Linked DNA regions of Mus musculus: all the other regions are linked to region 1. Evidence: chromatin contacts called from public Hi-C and HiChIP or PLAC-seq data. All regions are on one chromosome and are shown on one strand. The core of a region is the stretch at or near the end of the contact, and the rest is flanking DNA. Distances in the headings are between cores, read along the strand shown.

The links. A called contact is a pair of places that touch in the nucleus more often than the background predicts. HiChIP or PLAC-seq counts read pairs in DNA pulled down with a chosen protein or histone mark.
Region 2: an H3K4me3 HiChIP or PLAC-seq map of craniofacial prominence shows a contact between it and region 1, with 5 times the contacts expected there. The contact joins two enhancer-like sites. A contact is called at or near these places in 7 of 484 Hi-C or Micro-C datasets (the N1E-115 cell line, cortical neurons, nephron progenitors and 1 more), 4 of 115 datasets of contacts at active chromatin or transcription factors (craniofacial prominence, embryonic limb bud, embryonic stem cells and 1 more) and 1 of 9 other capture datasets (embryonic stem cells).
Region 3: an H3K4me3 HiChIP or PLAC-seq map of embryonic forebrain shows a contact between it and region 1, with 5 times the contacts expected there. The contact joins two enhancer-like sites. A contact is called at or near these places in 2 of 484 Hi-C or Micro-C datasets (neural progenitor cells and uterus), 1 of 115 datasets of contacts at active chromatin or transcription factors (embryonic forebrain) and 1 of 9 other capture datasets (embryonic stem cells).
Region 4: a contact with region 1 is called in a Hi-C map of nephron progenitors, with 4 times the contacts expected there. The contact joins two enhancer-like sites. A contact is called at or near these places in 1 of 484 Hi-C or Micro-C datasets (nephron progenitors), 2 of 115 datasets of contacts at active chromatin or transcription factors (embryonic forebrain and neural tube) and 1 of 9 other capture datasets (embryonic stem cells).
Region 5: an H3K4me3 HiChIP or PLAC-seq map of neural tube shows a contact between it and region 1, with 3 times the contacts expected there. The contact joins two enhancer-like sites. A contact is called at or near these places in 11 of 484 Hi-C or Micro-C datasets (the HPC-7 cell line, brown adipocytes, cochlea and 8 more), 9 of 115 datasets of contacts at active chromatin or transcription factors (craniofacial prominence, embryonic basal ganglia, embryonic forebrain and 6 more) and 1 of 9 other capture datasets (embryonic tail).

Annotation. Positions count from the first base shown.
Region 1 is chr2:115,857,994-115,860,832 of GRCm38.p6, forward strand. No RefSeq gene overlaps it. Among named protein-coding and RNA genes, the nearest start is that of Gm31590, 52 kb to the left of the region's middle. Within about 2 kb of position 1,503, at least 73 of the 459 cell types and tissues checked have an H3K27ac peak or open chromatin away from gene starts, as enhancers often do. A contact at or near this core is called in craniofacial prominence, embryonic forebrain, nephron progenitors and 1 more, where this site is marked.
Region 2 is chr2:115,390,738-115,393,576 of GRCm38.p6, forward strand. No RefSeq gene overlaps it. Among named protein-coding and RNA genes, the nearest start is that of Gm31413, 8.8 kb to the left of the region's middle. Within about 2 kb of position 1,499, at least 16 of the 459 cell types and tissues checked have an H3K27ac peak or open chromatin away from gene starts, as enhancers often do. A contact at or near this core is called in craniofacial prominence and nephron progenitors, where this site is marked.
Region 3 is chr2:115,459,439-115,462,277 of GRCm38.p6, forward strand. No RefSeq gene overlaps it. Among named protein-coding and RNA genes, the nearest start is that of Gm39910, 51 kb to the left of the region's middle. Within about 2 kb of position 1,388, at least 21 of the 459 cell types and tissues checked have an H3K27ac peak or open chromatin away from gene starts, as enhancers often do. A contact at or near this core is called in embryonic forebrain, where this site is marked.
Region 4 is chr2:115,482,336-115,485,174 of GRCm38.p6, forward strand. No RefSeq gene overlaps it. Among named protein-coding and RNA genes, the nearest start is that of 3110099E03Rik, 28 kb to the right of the region's middle. Within about 2 kb of position 1,361, at least 30 of the 459 cell types and tissues checked have an H3K27ac peak or open chromatin away from gene starts, as enhancers often do. A contact at or near this core is called in nephron progenitors and neural tube, where this site is marked.
Region 5 is chr2:115,537,068-115,539,906 of GRCm38.p6, forward strand. No RefSeq gene overlaps it. Among named protein-coding and RNA genes, the nearest start is that of Gm39911, 12 kb to the right of the region's middle. Within about 2 kb of position 1,439, at least 21 of the 459 cell types and tissues checked have an H3K27ac peak or open chromatin away from gene starts, as enhancers often do. A contact at or near this core is called in neural tube, where this site is marked.

The DNA.
Region 1 (2,839 bases), core at 253-2,752:
ACTGGGCCTCGGGACTCTCATCTTTGGACTTCTTTGGGCACCTGATCACTAGACTTCAAGTTTGCAGGAGAGAGCAGTAGCAGAACTGGGTTATTAACACAACACATTTAATTCTCTCCAAGAACTTTTACCGGGAAGAGAACTTTTACTAGGAAGAGCCAGTGGAAGGAGAAACCATCTGTAAGCAGTGTGCCCCTGAGGGTGGCTAGCGAATTGGGACACAGAGGCTGGGGACATGTCAAATATGGCAGATTTTGTGAAAGGGTCTTTCTGAGGTACACTTTAAGGAAAAGGGGTTGGGGCACTGGGAAGAGTCTAGAATCTTTCCGAAATGCACCTCTTTTTCTGGTTGTCCCAGAGCAGATGGGAGTCTCTTGTGCTTGCCTCTGAGAAAGATTAAATGAACACTTCTGTCATTTGAGGGAGGTGGGACACAGAGAGGTGGAAATACTCCAGACAATGGCCTCTGGCCATGGAGGGCTCCCTCCCAGTGCCCGATCCCCTGCGGAACTCTGCTTACCTTTGTAGCTGGTATTTCATCAGAAACCAGTGGAAGGTTCCTGGCTAGACGAAAAAGACCCGGAGAATCAACGTCTCTTGGATCTACTCCGAGGCTAAGAAACATTACAATAAAATTTACAGCGCCTTTAACAACTCGCAAGTAAAGCATTAAAATTCTCTTTAATTGAGAAGATATTGATTTTCAAGTCTAGAAAAAGCGAAATCGTAATTTAGTGGCAAACTTTTAGGCGAGAATATAGCGAGTTATGTCGCCATATAATGGATCCACTCTTAATCCACACACAACGTCACATCTTTAATTGCCCTACTTTGTGAAGTGATAAAGACAAAAAGGTAACCCGATCAAGGCAAATGCTTTATTTAAAAAAGATCTAGAGAAAGGATCTAGAATAATTTTATTTTCCGTTTATGTATAAAAAGAATTGTCTATCTTCTTTTTTTTTTTTTTTTTTGAAGTAGGGGAGAAAGGTCCAATGGGGAGAAAAGAAATAAAAAGAACGGAAAACCACAGACCAGTCTAAAAGCCACTCACGGTAGCAAATCCGTTGATATTCTTTACCGAAGGAGGAACGAAGCCAACGCATTTAGAGCAAATGCATTCACAGGCAAAATTGCATCCTCTGTGAACGAAACAAACCTAGGTCTATTTTGTTACTTTATTCCCGGGTCTTGGGGAGGGGGCGGGGTGTACAGAATCCATTGGTGGATAGAGGAGGGGAAGAAAATCAGACTTTCTGTTATTTCTGTATCGGTTTTTGGTATTATAGAGGAGTGAAGAAGTTTTTGTGTGGTGGTTTTTCATTGATCAGTCACTCTGAGCTAATGTAATTATCCTCATCAATAGGACGCTGCAGAGAGAATCATTATGTGGGTGACATTGATAAATGACCGCCCAGGAACGGCCCTCTCTCGGGCAACCCCCACATCTGACCCTCCCACACACACAATGTAGTCATAGAAACACCTACAAGGACCTAGAGCGCCGCCCAGCCAGAGGCCGGAGAGGGAAGAAAAGCCTCGGGCGGCGAGGTGGGGGCAGGAGAGGGGGCTTGTCCAGATCCCAAACTGTTGCAAGACAAAACCAGCCAGCCCCATGCGGGACAGGCGGAGTGGCGGGAGGGGGGACTATCCCCACGGGGCCCCCCAGCTGCCCAAGCAGAGTTGCCTACAACAAAGTGCAAATCTGCCCTGCAGACCGGTCAGTCCATTCCTCCTCCACACCTTTCTCCCACGTGCGAACTCACTCCAGGCTACCAAGAGATGCTTGGCCAGGCACACCCTGAAGGAGGATTGGCAAAGGAGTTTAAGGGTCAGGCCATCAACTTGCAGACGGCGAATTCTCACGCGCAGCCCCCCTCCCCTGCGTTCAAAACACCTCAAACACACAACAAACAAAACCAAATACCACAAAGGCAGAGACTGGGCGACACCTCCCCTCTGGCGCTCCTGTGTTATTTCCTGAGTGACCCCTTCTTTTCTCTTCACCTCCTAACCCAGAGCCTCTGATTATGAGATAATGGATTTTGTGATTGTTCCTGTCAGGGGGAAAAAAATTCCCCCACCGAACCCCGCGTTTTTATCTTTCCACTGTTTTATTTAAGCCAATGGGAAAGTATTGAGAACGGTAATTGATTCATAATGATCCATAAATCGGTGTCGGAAAGTGGGGGTAGGGCGGTGGTGCGAAGAGAAGGGGGCGATGCTGTTTATTTATTTTATTTCTAAAGCCTCAGCTAAAGTAGCTTTGACACTGTTGGGGCTGGAGGGGAGGGGCCGCTGGGCTCTGCCGGATCATCCATCATTCCTGTCACCCAGAGTCTGCCCGGAGGAGCAGTAGACGCAATCTCCCTTCTGTCTCTACAGCGAAACTATTAATATTAAAACCTCCCTTCAAACACTGCCCCGACGGTCCCCATTCTCATCACGATTTGACCGCAGAGTCCAGCGCTGCACCTTTCTCCAGCCCCGCTGGGACTGCGGGGGGGCTCCCCACGCGCACGACGCCCGAAGTTGATCACTGAAAAAAAAAAAAACAAAAACAAAAACAAAAAAACCACCACGGTTGCTTGTCCCCCTCCATCCGTTTGCAGCAGGTTCGTCCATACAACAAACACACTCGCGACGGGGAGGCCGTCTGCACGCACGACCACAGGCATGATCCTCCTTGTTCTTGGCTTGTGCCACAACTCCCCTGTCCCTGGACCACAGGGTGACCGCTTAGTTCGGGCCACTCGGCCATTTAAACAGCTCGAAAGAGGACCTTCTGGCAAAGTGGAGACTTGTAGCAGAGGTCCAGGTTCCTTATCAAATTGCTGGC
Region 2 (2,839 bases), core at 249-2,748, 470 kb before region 1:
AAACGATATAAAAATAACAAATGTCTAAGATGCTTGTTTTTACAAATCAGTGCTCCAACACAGCAAAGTATGGTAGATGCACATTTTCTGAATCTACTGTTGTTAATACATCATTCAATAAAGACATGCAGGCTCTTTGTTAGTTTCTTTCTTTTATTTTCAACAACAACAACGACAAAGTTGTAACAGCAGCCCTTAAGGAAAGTAGGACTTTAAGAAGGCTGTTTTAGACTAGTTTGTTCAGTGTGGAGCCTGCCAAGAAATATGTCTGAATTGGGTGGTAGATGCCTTTATCCCAGCACTTAGGAGTCAGAGACAGGCAGACAGAGCTCTGTGAAGTCAAGGTCAGTTTCATCTACATAAGAAATTCTAGGACATAGCAAAAACTACATAGTAAAATCTTGCCTGAAAAAAAAATGAAGGAAATAAAACAGAAAAGTAATATTTCTGGATGGCACTGAATTTGACCTAAGTCATATATCACCCAAATGTCCATCAGTGCTTCTCTTCCCACAGAACCCTTTGAATACCTGTTTAATTGCATTTAATTATCTCTCAAGTGGTAGATAACTCCAAATTATCCTAGACTCCTTTCATTACCTCTTAAGGATAAGTGCTGTGTGTCACTCCAGTATTCTGAGTCTAATAGTGAATCCTAGCCCAGAAATCCACCAATGCTCTGCCTTCAGTATCACTCATTGCTTAGAAACTCTTCTCTTTCAAGTGATGCTAAATACCATGGAAACCAATGATAGGAAGCTCTGGGCTGTTTACACTTGTAAGGATCTGAGCCTAGCTCATTCATTCCCAAAGCCAAAGAGAGGGCCAAATAAGTGAATCTTCCCAAAAGGAAAAATGGGAGCTTCCCTGATTAATAGCTGAGATGCAGGGTATCTGAGAAAAGTAATTAGAGGAATGCATTATCTGGAGACATTTCCTGCCACCCTCCAGCTGATGACTGAGAAAGCCCAGAAGGCGCTCTCCCTCAAATGTGGCCTACGTCAATGGCACATTTCTGCATTGTCAGGCTGAAAGCCATCGATAGTCATAAAGAGAAGGAGGTGTCCTCGTTGGGGGTGTGTTGATGGATCTCATCCAGAACATCAGAGGTGATCCCTGGGTTGCTCGGATGTTGGACACTTTGGGGTCTGGTGACGGTGCTTCTGCGTCTAAATCAAAACCATCCTCCCTGTGTCATTCAGCACATTACATAATATGAGTAAGGCTGTCTACATGCATAATTATCACTGCTCATGAGAAACAGGCCCAAAAGAAGTCTCTGACCTTGCGCTGATAAATTGTGCTCGAGGAACGAGGGGCTCAGAACTGCCAGTCTTAGTTACAGGCCCTGAAAAATTAAATTGGACTGAAGGAAAATCAGGCTTCTGCGTGGTCCATTTCTCAGTAGGGTGATACTCTAATCTATTGAAGGCTGCTCCCAGAGACCCCAGTTCAGACCCTACCTCTACTCATCAGTCAGCACATCGTTCCCGGCACTAAACGACATGCTTGTAATTTCCAACCTGACTGGAATTAGCTCCTGAGAAGAGCCGGGAGGCAGAGGCCAGGGGGAAGGAAGTTAGAAAGAAATGGCTCAAAAAGCACTCTTTCTAAATCAGAACCATCTGCTGGAGTCATAAATGGTTTTAAGTAGAACTCAGCGACAAGCGAGTTCACAGAGAAGTAAAGCAATGGAGCCACCCCTCAAGGAAAGGTCCCAGGTAACAAAACCATATTGCCATAGATTAGAGCAAACTTTTGAACCTGCTTGGTGGCTGACACTTGGCATTTGTATTTGGATCCTATTACAGAGAGCCATGTAGTACTAAGGACCTCTGTGTGTCATTATGAAACACTGGGGCGGGACTTGGCTACCTTACATAGACTTGTCATCATTCATTAATCTCACAGAAGACCCTTCAGACCATGGTTCCTCTGGGAGCTTTCCAAGGGGGAACAAGCAATGGGGACACACCACTCCTCAGCTCTGACAAAACCTCCATTGTAACTTCTGACATCTTCCTAAAGTTCTGGAACAGATGAAATCATAAAACATAGAGTCGATAATCTAACAAAGAGTGCCACCTTCTACCTCCCTGGCTGTTGAGGTGTCAATGGGTAGTTTTAAAAAAAGATCGCAACAGGGCCTTCGAGAGGAGTGTGTAGGTAAAGGCACTTGCCACCAAACCTGATAATTTGACTGCAGTCCATGGGACTCACTTCTCACATGGTGGAAGGAGGAGAAACAGACTCTCAAAAGCCCTCCAGTCTCTATACACATGCTTTGGCACACACACACGGGGGGGGGGGGGGCGGCGTCGGGGGCGTTGTAAAGACAGAGACAAAGAGAAACAGAGAGACGACAGAAAGACAGAAAGAGAGAGAGACAGAGAGAGAACAATATATAAACAAATTTTTTTTTAATTTACAAACAAATCTTTATGCAAACATTCTAGAAGGAAATCAGAAGATTCTCCGCACTACTTACCTCTTGTGTACAGGCCTCCCAAACTTGCATGACAAAGAAAAACCATTTTGTTGGGAAAACACAACAGAGAAACAAACAAACCTTGGGAACAGCAAGAATTAAATAACATTGTGGTGGTAAGCAAATAAAATAATAAAATAAAAGAGTAAACTAAAATCAAAGCAAAGCCAGCCTCATAGCTTTCTCTCACTGTGTGGTGGAAAAGTGACCTGAGAGGAGAAGGAGGCTGCTGGAGAAAAGAGAGTGGGAAGAGCAGGGAGGGAAGAAGGGACGACGAGGTAGACTGCACTGGGGACATGATCTAAGCATGTATACAAATGTGTGGAGATGTCAGAGTGAAGGCTATTTTAC
Region 3 (2,839 bases), core at 138-2,637, 400 kb before region 1:
TCTTTGTTCAGGGGGAACATAATATACAATCCTGGCTTTGTACGGCATCTTTAATGCTGCTTTTTTGAATATGTATAACTCATTTAGAGACCAAGAATAGACAGTAGCTCATCATTTTTGCCACCTACCTTAAAATATCTGCATTTTCTCTGTTTGAAAATAATATAAACTTGTGATCTAATTGATGTCATAACTTCGATTCATCGCCACATTCATTGTAAACAAAGAGGCTCTGAATAATGAACAAATGCTGATTGTTCTCCAGAAGAAAGGTCATAATGTGTTATATTTACATTTATGTCATGTCTTATTACTAAATCTGTATAAACCATCTCCCTTCATTATTTCTGAATGGGAGACTGATGATAAGTGCTATTTTCAAGATTTTTTTTAATCCTTCTTATTTGTCTAGCTAATTTGTGTGCTGAAACATTGCAAAGCTAACTCTGTGTTTGGCTTGTTAAGTTATTAGGGATTTGTAGCACCCTAAAATCAAGAGTGAGATCCTAAGTGTAACATTTGCATGGGTCGACAGCTTCAGGGGAGGGAGGTCAGCTGTCCCAGAGAAGGAAGAGGAAATCTGTCTGCCTGCACTTAATTTGCTTTGAATAATAGACATTGGGCTTAGAATTGGAAATGATTTGGTATTAGGTTAAGCAGCAGGGAAGCTTATGGCTTATTATTTTTACCCTGGATACAACTGAAGGAATGGGTGAGTAATGAAAGTGCCTCAGATCACCATAATGCTACCAGGCACTGACTGCATCACATGTGCCAGGACCACAGTGCAGGTTTATCAGCTCAGGATGGCCGGCAAGCTAATACAAACTATACACACTCAGATTGCTCTAATCTTTATTGGTTCTGCAAATAGCTACCAGCATGCAGTTCCGTTCCCACTTTATAGGTTCTATGGCCCTGACTCCAGGCCCTACCTTCAATAGAAAAGAATTTACATCAAATGTATCATGTTATGATAGGGAAATAAAATTGTACCCGTGACACCTAACAGTCCCTGACATTAACATTGTGCTTTTGCTCCTAGGACACCTGGAGAGTGATTTCTTACCAAATAGAAGCCTATGGAGTTTTCTCTCTTTCTCTGTCCCTCCCCATCCATTCCAGTGAGCTCAGCTTGCTCTCCTTTCTCATTTGCTGTGTTCTGTCCCCTTGTTTAAACTAAAGAGAATACAGGATCAGTCCTCTTTTTTCCTCATGTATAAAGTCTCTTCAGAATTGAATTCAATGAGATTGTGTTTGTTACAATGAACTCAGATTGTTCAATGGTGCAGATTTAAGAAATGCTGAAAAGAGTTCAGAGTGTGCAGGGTGGGGGCTGGCCGTGTGGTGGGGGAAGCAGAGTTTTACACATCACCATATTTGTTAAGGTCTAAAAGCACTGAAAGGGATTTGTTCTGTTTGTGTAAAGGGCCTCCGTGCTCTGGGTCTCTAAGAAGTCATGCCAAGCTTTTTAGCCAATAAGCTTTTCCCTGATTTTGGGCCCGACATGACCAAACACAGGACCCTGGGACCTGGGTTCTCAGAGACTAAGCCAGTACTGCAACACAGTGTCTAAGAGTATACTAACCACACAGTCTACTTTTGTTAGTTCAAGTGCTAATATTACTACATGAAATGGGAGCATTGTTTCTGTATTATTTTACTTATCAAATTAACTGTTATCAAAAGATCTGAGATCTCCTAAGATGTTGGTCTTTAATCCACAAGGTGAGCTAAGCAATCCCTAGAGTCATTGACAATCTAGAAGGGCACTCCAATCCATAGGCTTGCACAAAAGTTATGAATGGCTACTTGTAGTCAGGCTTTTATGGCAGGACTGCACTATCTATCACCTTATGACTGAAAACTATACAGTTTCATTGTACTATTTCCATAGCTCATAGTGAAAAAGACTCAAAATTAGCTCACGAGTCTTTGTCAATATCTTGGGACTAGAATGGAATTATTTTCTGTTGTAAAAATATCCAGTCCAATCCAAATCAAAACTTTGTGTTAAAGCTTGCTCCCCTACTTGAACCCATGCCTGCTTTGCAAGTGGAAGGTGAACGGGATGTGTTTCTCCATTTGACCTCTCTCCTTACCTAATATAACTTCTGTTTCAGTATCTTCCAAAGCTTCAGTAGGGGACAGTGTGACGGAGAAAGATGAAAAAGGCCAAAGCTGTTTCTTTTAATGTTCATGTAATGCAAACTCAGATTCTTCATTTCATCGTGACTTCGTGGCTCTTTGAAACTTGTGCAGCACGGGCAAGGAAGAAGGAGTCAACAATCTACACCAAAGCTATTTTTTTTTATTCTTCTTCAGCTTTCAGTGCTTTGTTCAGGGACTTTAGTCTCCAGCAAGCAACAATCAAGCACAAAGACCATTGTAAATGGTTCTGCTCACCAACAATACAGACATGCAGTGACCAAGCTCAGCTTCAGTACATCTCAAACTCCAGAGTGAAAGTCATTGTTGCCAAGACTCTTGCTCCATCCTCTGCTATCCCTCAAGGGAAGCCCCATGTATCACAGCATGGGACTAATATATCTCTTAGAGATGATCCTCATGAAGCTGCACTGGAGCTATCTCATACAGCTTGTGTAAACAGAACACACAAACTAATCACATTGGACAATTCCATTCTGAAGAAATGGCTATGAGAAAAATTAAGGAAGCAGAAAGCTAACTAGAGGGTGTGTAGAATTTGAGAGGCGGTGGATTAAGGCAAGATGGTGATGAGTTTCTTTGTGGGAGGTAATAAAAATGTCCAATAAAATTGTGATGGTTGTACAGCTATGTGCATGTGTTGAAAGCCACTCAACTGTATCCTTCACAC
Region 4 (2,839 bases), core at 111-2,610, 380 kb before region 1:
AGCAGTCCTACATGCCCTTCAGTGACTACAGTGAGTAAAGTGTGTGGCATTTGGCTCCGTTTTCATGGGCTGGGGCTTAGGAAACAGTCAGTACCAGCCTTTTTTTTTTTTTCTTTCCATCCCAGAATGCATTCGGAATGTTGGGGAGAGGTTTGCTGGGTTTACAGAGATGGGGTGGATCTCCATCTTACTATTTCAGATGAGGATGCTGTGTCAGGAGAGCTAGATAGCAGCTCTTTGGTCACACAACTGGATCTCTGACTCTGTTCAGTTATGTCTTTATAATAGTTCTCTGCTGTTCCTCAGTAATAGCAAGTAACATTTGTAATTAATGCAAGTCACTAAGAAAACCATTCTTACTCCTCCTAGCCAGAGAAGAGATCTTTACTGTTGATTAAAATGAAAGCAAATAGATCTCTTGTTCATTATAAAATACTGTCAAAAATCTACCATCCATAGAAGGAAAGAAACTACAACCACAAGTTGTCCTCTGACCTCCACCTTGTGCATGAGTGCACACACTCACAATAAATAATTAAAATATAATAAAAAGCTTTAAAATCTGCCATCCAAATTCTGAATCTCCATTGTAGAATAAAAGACAATGTTAATCAGTTAGTCTTTTTTAAGTTTCTATTCTTCTACAGAAGACTAAATGTGATTAATAATAATAATAATAATAATTCCTTCTACAGCCAAATATTGCGTGCATACATCAATTCTGTAGACCTTCCAGCTCACTGGGTTGCGGGAGATGTTGGCTTTATCTATCAGAGGATGAATGCACCTTGCCTATCAAAAACTAGCAAAAGGATCTCCAAAGCATACAGCAAGCCCTTTCCAGGTGACCAATGACAGATGTACAGTTGAAACTTGCTTTCTGTGCTCTGAGCTGGAGAAAAGACCACAGAGATACAAGCCAAAACCAACCACAGAGATACAAAACAAAACAAAAGGTAAAACTTAAAAAGAATACAAAGTCTTGAGTCCCTTTGGACATTTTCTTTCACCAACAGAAGATGGCAATGTGAGAGGATTCTGGCCACAGAAGAGAGCAACAAAAGCTGCATGGCTGATTTTTTTTTTTCCTACATGAAAAAAAGGAGAGTTTGTGCTGTGTAAACTGCACAGTCCAGATGGTGTTTTCCACCCTGCATGCTCTTCTGGTTGTGGCCACATCTTGCCTACGGCTTTTGTGGCAGGACACACTCTCCAGTCAGCAATTTCACCACTGCTTGGGTCCAAATGAGCTATGGAGAAAGAAATTAGGATGAATGGAGAGGCCACAGCTGGGAGAGATCAGCCACACTCAACAGGCCTTCTCCCACATGCATAAACACAGGAGAAGGGAGGAGGGTGGAGAAACCAAATCCTGAGGTTTCCAGGCCAGTGCTCCAGGCTGGCAAAGCCCGCCTAACCACATGACATGCGCCTGTAGGTCCTAACCCAATTGCAGAAAATTCCCCAAGTGTCTTTAAAAAGGCGGCTATTAAATTTCTCACCTAAAACACTCCAATGCTTTCTGATACCACAAAATATTTTTTTTCGAGCACTTAAACCGTTCCCTTAAATACCTAACTGAAAGGAGGGGACCATTTAGTGAGTTTATTCTTGTGTGGGAAAATATCTCCTTTAATAATGGACTGTGCTCGCTGGGTTTTAAGTTCCCGCTGTGGTTTTAAATCTCTATCTTCGCTCCAGTTTCTAGATGAAATTTTCTAGAAGTCAACAGTCACGTGGTCCATGACTCTACCCTGTTTATTAGAAGAAACATTAAAGCGTGTAACGTGTCTTTCAGAGCACACTTGCATTTGCACCTGAGCTGTAAAAGGAAACGAATGCCTGTAGCAATAGATTATGGCTTTTTAAGTACCACTTTCCTTGCATAATATAGCCATAAAAAAAGAAAACATGAGATACCAGTATTTTTTTTTAGAAGAGTAAGGAAATTTTTTTTAACTCTATAGTTGTTTACGTTCAACCAGCTGCTATTCAAACACCAAAATCTTTTATTCTTCTAGCTTTTTCTCCAAAAGAAAAGCATCTTACTTCCTGTCTTCTTTCTCATTCCTCTGTGTGACAAATCATGTGTGTCAAGTCAGCCCTTGCCAAGAGTGAAATAATTAACATGAATCAAAAATCTTCCCCGCCATTCGTTCAGTTCAAGATGCCTTTAATCCAACTGGGTCTTTTCCAGAAAGATGACACTAAATCTAAACATCAGATGCAAAGGCAAAGGCAGGTAAGCCTTCAGCATGTTCACCAGCGTATTTTATTTTAGAATGCATACTATGTGACAATATTGGGTCTACCTTCTAAAACTGAGTTGACAAAACCAGTAATGCACTCTCCAGTCCTTCTCATCAATTCTATTAAAATAATAGCAAAGGTGACAAACCAAAAGAGGAAATGCCAGCAAGGCAGAGATGGCAAGGAGGAAACCAAGAACCGCTCTCATGTGCTTCTCCTTGCATGTGCTGACTGGGTAGGAGAAAATGTACTGAGACTTGAAGTTGTTCCCTCCCTAGGAACCAGCAATTCTGTGTCCAAAATTTTATTCTAAATCTAAGGGTCAAATAAACATTTCTGGAATTTGTTTTGTCTATAGTGTTAAAAAAAAAAAAAAGAAACTGTGTCAGTGTCCGTAAGAAAAAGACCTAGCGAGAGTACCGCACGGGAGGCTCTAATGGATTGACTAGCGACACTAGGAACACGGAGAGAGCCAGGAATTGGGAGGGCAGAAGCAGACAGAGCTTTGAGTTTAAGCCCAACCTGGTCTACGTAGATAGTCCTGGGTCACAAAGTCATAGGGCTACATAGTGAGAAACGACCTTACACC
Region 5 (2,839 bases), core at 189-2,688, 320 kb before region 1:
ATGTTTAAACTTCACAGAGTATCATTTTAACTTAAGCTGCACTGCCACAATAATTTTTACATTAACACAATCATTTCTGAGCACCATGTTAAGGGTGACTCATTGCCACACTATGTTAACACAGCTGACCTCATAATATGTACTTTTGTCCTAGATCTCTGCATGATGGACACAAGTGAGAAGGTCAATGGCATGTTAATAAGGCCCAGTTACGCTCGTGAATTGTTAATTATTTTGGTGTGTTAAATGTTCTTGAAATAACACACAATGAGATGTCTTTCTGCATACATATACATATCATGATGCTCATATGCTCTGAAAGAAAGGGAGGGGAGAGAGAAATTATGTTTGTAGGACAACAAATTTTATTCACAAATAAATCATCAGCAAGGTGAGTCCATCTTTCACTGTAAGTAAAACTCACCAAAATATATGCATTTGATTGAATTTTGAATGGCTAAGCTGTATGTATTTTTTAAAGAAAATTTAAAAAAATGAATGTCAAAAATACAGGCCAATGTAGAAGAAAAGATTGTTATCTACAAATGTGCTATGAAACAGTTCTTTGATACGTGAATATTCTCTTCCTACCTCATAGCCGATGCACCTCTTTGTACACAGATATTTAAACATGGCTTAATGTTTAACCACTACATTTGCAAAGATAAAATAGCTTTATTTGCTGTCCTCAAAAATGATTTAGCTGCTTCCTAGGCGATTCTAAAACAATGCCAATTCATTCGGAGAAGAAAGAACAGGATGGCTTAGGCCAACTGCCCATAAATGTCAGCTGCACTTGCACAGGCTGAGATTAGCATGTCTGTCAGGTCAGGAGGGCATGGTCATTCCAGCTCAAAACTCCCAAATTCACTTACCTTTTGTTTGTCATCTCTTATGACATTTGAAGCTCAATTTGTGTGCCTGTCTTAGAATGTCTTATGTCATTGTTCGGTAACTTGGAGGAAGAAGGAAAGCACGGTGTTCTCCATGCTCCCAAAGGCTTTCTTACAAATGATATTTTCATAAGTGGAGTTTGAAGGGCTTCTCCAACGCGACCCAAAGTGCCTCTTGCAAACGGGATAGGAGTATGAGATATGAAAGGGTGGGGGAAGTCAGCCACACTTCTTCCACTAGTATCCTACTACCAGTCATTATAAATTTGTTTCCCCCCCACACACACACACACGTCTTGATAAGAACTCATAGATGCCTTTTGACATACATAAAACAGAAATACCCAATGTGAAAACAAAGGAACGTGTCCATGGCTAGTAATAACTCAGTAATCAGCAACTGCTCCCAGGGACACTGTTGTTTCGATCTGTTTCCACATGCAAACTTCTTTCTGCTTATAAATCAGGAGACTAAAGGGGAATAAATACATACACATCCCAGTGCTCCAACACCCATCCCAAGCAAGCCTCATCCTGTGTCACTACCTCAGTCATGCAAATTACACCAGAGCTGTCAGTTGACTAAGATTAATGACACTGCGCCAGCTTCTTTGTTTCTCTCTGCGGCCGTTTAGTGTGAAATACTATCCAAAAACATTATCTATCCTCGATTAATCCCACAAATTTGTTCACACGATGCACATTGTTTAGGGCAATTTACAACAGGAACATACTGAGCACAATTGCATTTAATTACTTGGGTTCTAATTACATTCATTAAAGGCTAATAAAATAAATGAAACAGCTTTAAAAGCTTCTGCAAAACACATGGGTCTTGTCTCCCTAGTGAAACATACAGTAGATGTTTGATGGGAAACACGGTTTGGGCTCTATATGTGTATTTATAGATCTACATACATACATACTCCGTGCAGTATAGAAAGAAGATTTTAAATCCTAAGCAATAAAGCTTCGACTGCTCTATGAATGCAATTATTTAATGAGTGGCTGACAGGTTTTAGGAGCCTAGCACTACTCCTTTTATTTTATGTGCAGAATAGAGAAAAACAAATCCATTTCAAAATCGCCTTTGAATCTTAATTGTTCCCACCTGCAGGGCCTGGATACCCAACTCTGGCTTTTCCCATGGCCACACTCAACAGGCCACTGACCAGCAAGACAGAAGTGTGCTTTACTCAAGCTGGCTCCTAGAGAACACTTCTATCACATTCAACCCCAAAACTCAGTTGGGACCGTTGGCTAATTCTCCTCTAACACTGTGGGAAAAGTGTGTAATCTAGTGTATGAAAGTCACAATTTAAGTCACACTAAATTGTTTTTCCTATAAGGGTTTTTGAAATGACCTCTGTGCGTATGTGTGTACATTATATGTATGTGTGCATGTTTTGCCCACATGTGTGTGGGTTCCATGTAAACAAAAGTGTGCATGTATGTGAAGGTTAGAGGGTGAGGTCATGGGTCTTCTAGCTCTCCACCTTTTATTTATTTTTTATTGTTGTTGCTTTGTTTCGTTTGAGGCCAAGTCTCTTGCTGACCATCAGTTGGTTAGACTAGCTGGCCAGCAGCTCTGGGGACCTGCCTGTCGCAGAGTTATAAGCATATGCTACCACATCTCTTTGTGTTTGTTTTGTTTAATTTTTCCATGGGTAGGCTCTGATAGCCTCATGCTTACAGGGTGAGGCCTTTGCCAGCTGAACCGGCTTTCTAGCACTCACACTTCCTTTTCAATGCATGATTGGACTAACCATTTTCATGTATATTTATTGTATGATGCGTTTGGGAAATAATTGAGGGAGAAAAATACATAAGATATCATTGTCGGTAGCTATGACAGAAACAAAAACAGAAACATAGGATTATAAATTCAGCAAAGCTGTCCAGTTTCAAATGGAGCTCTGAGTAGCCATCCAAGGACACGATCCAAG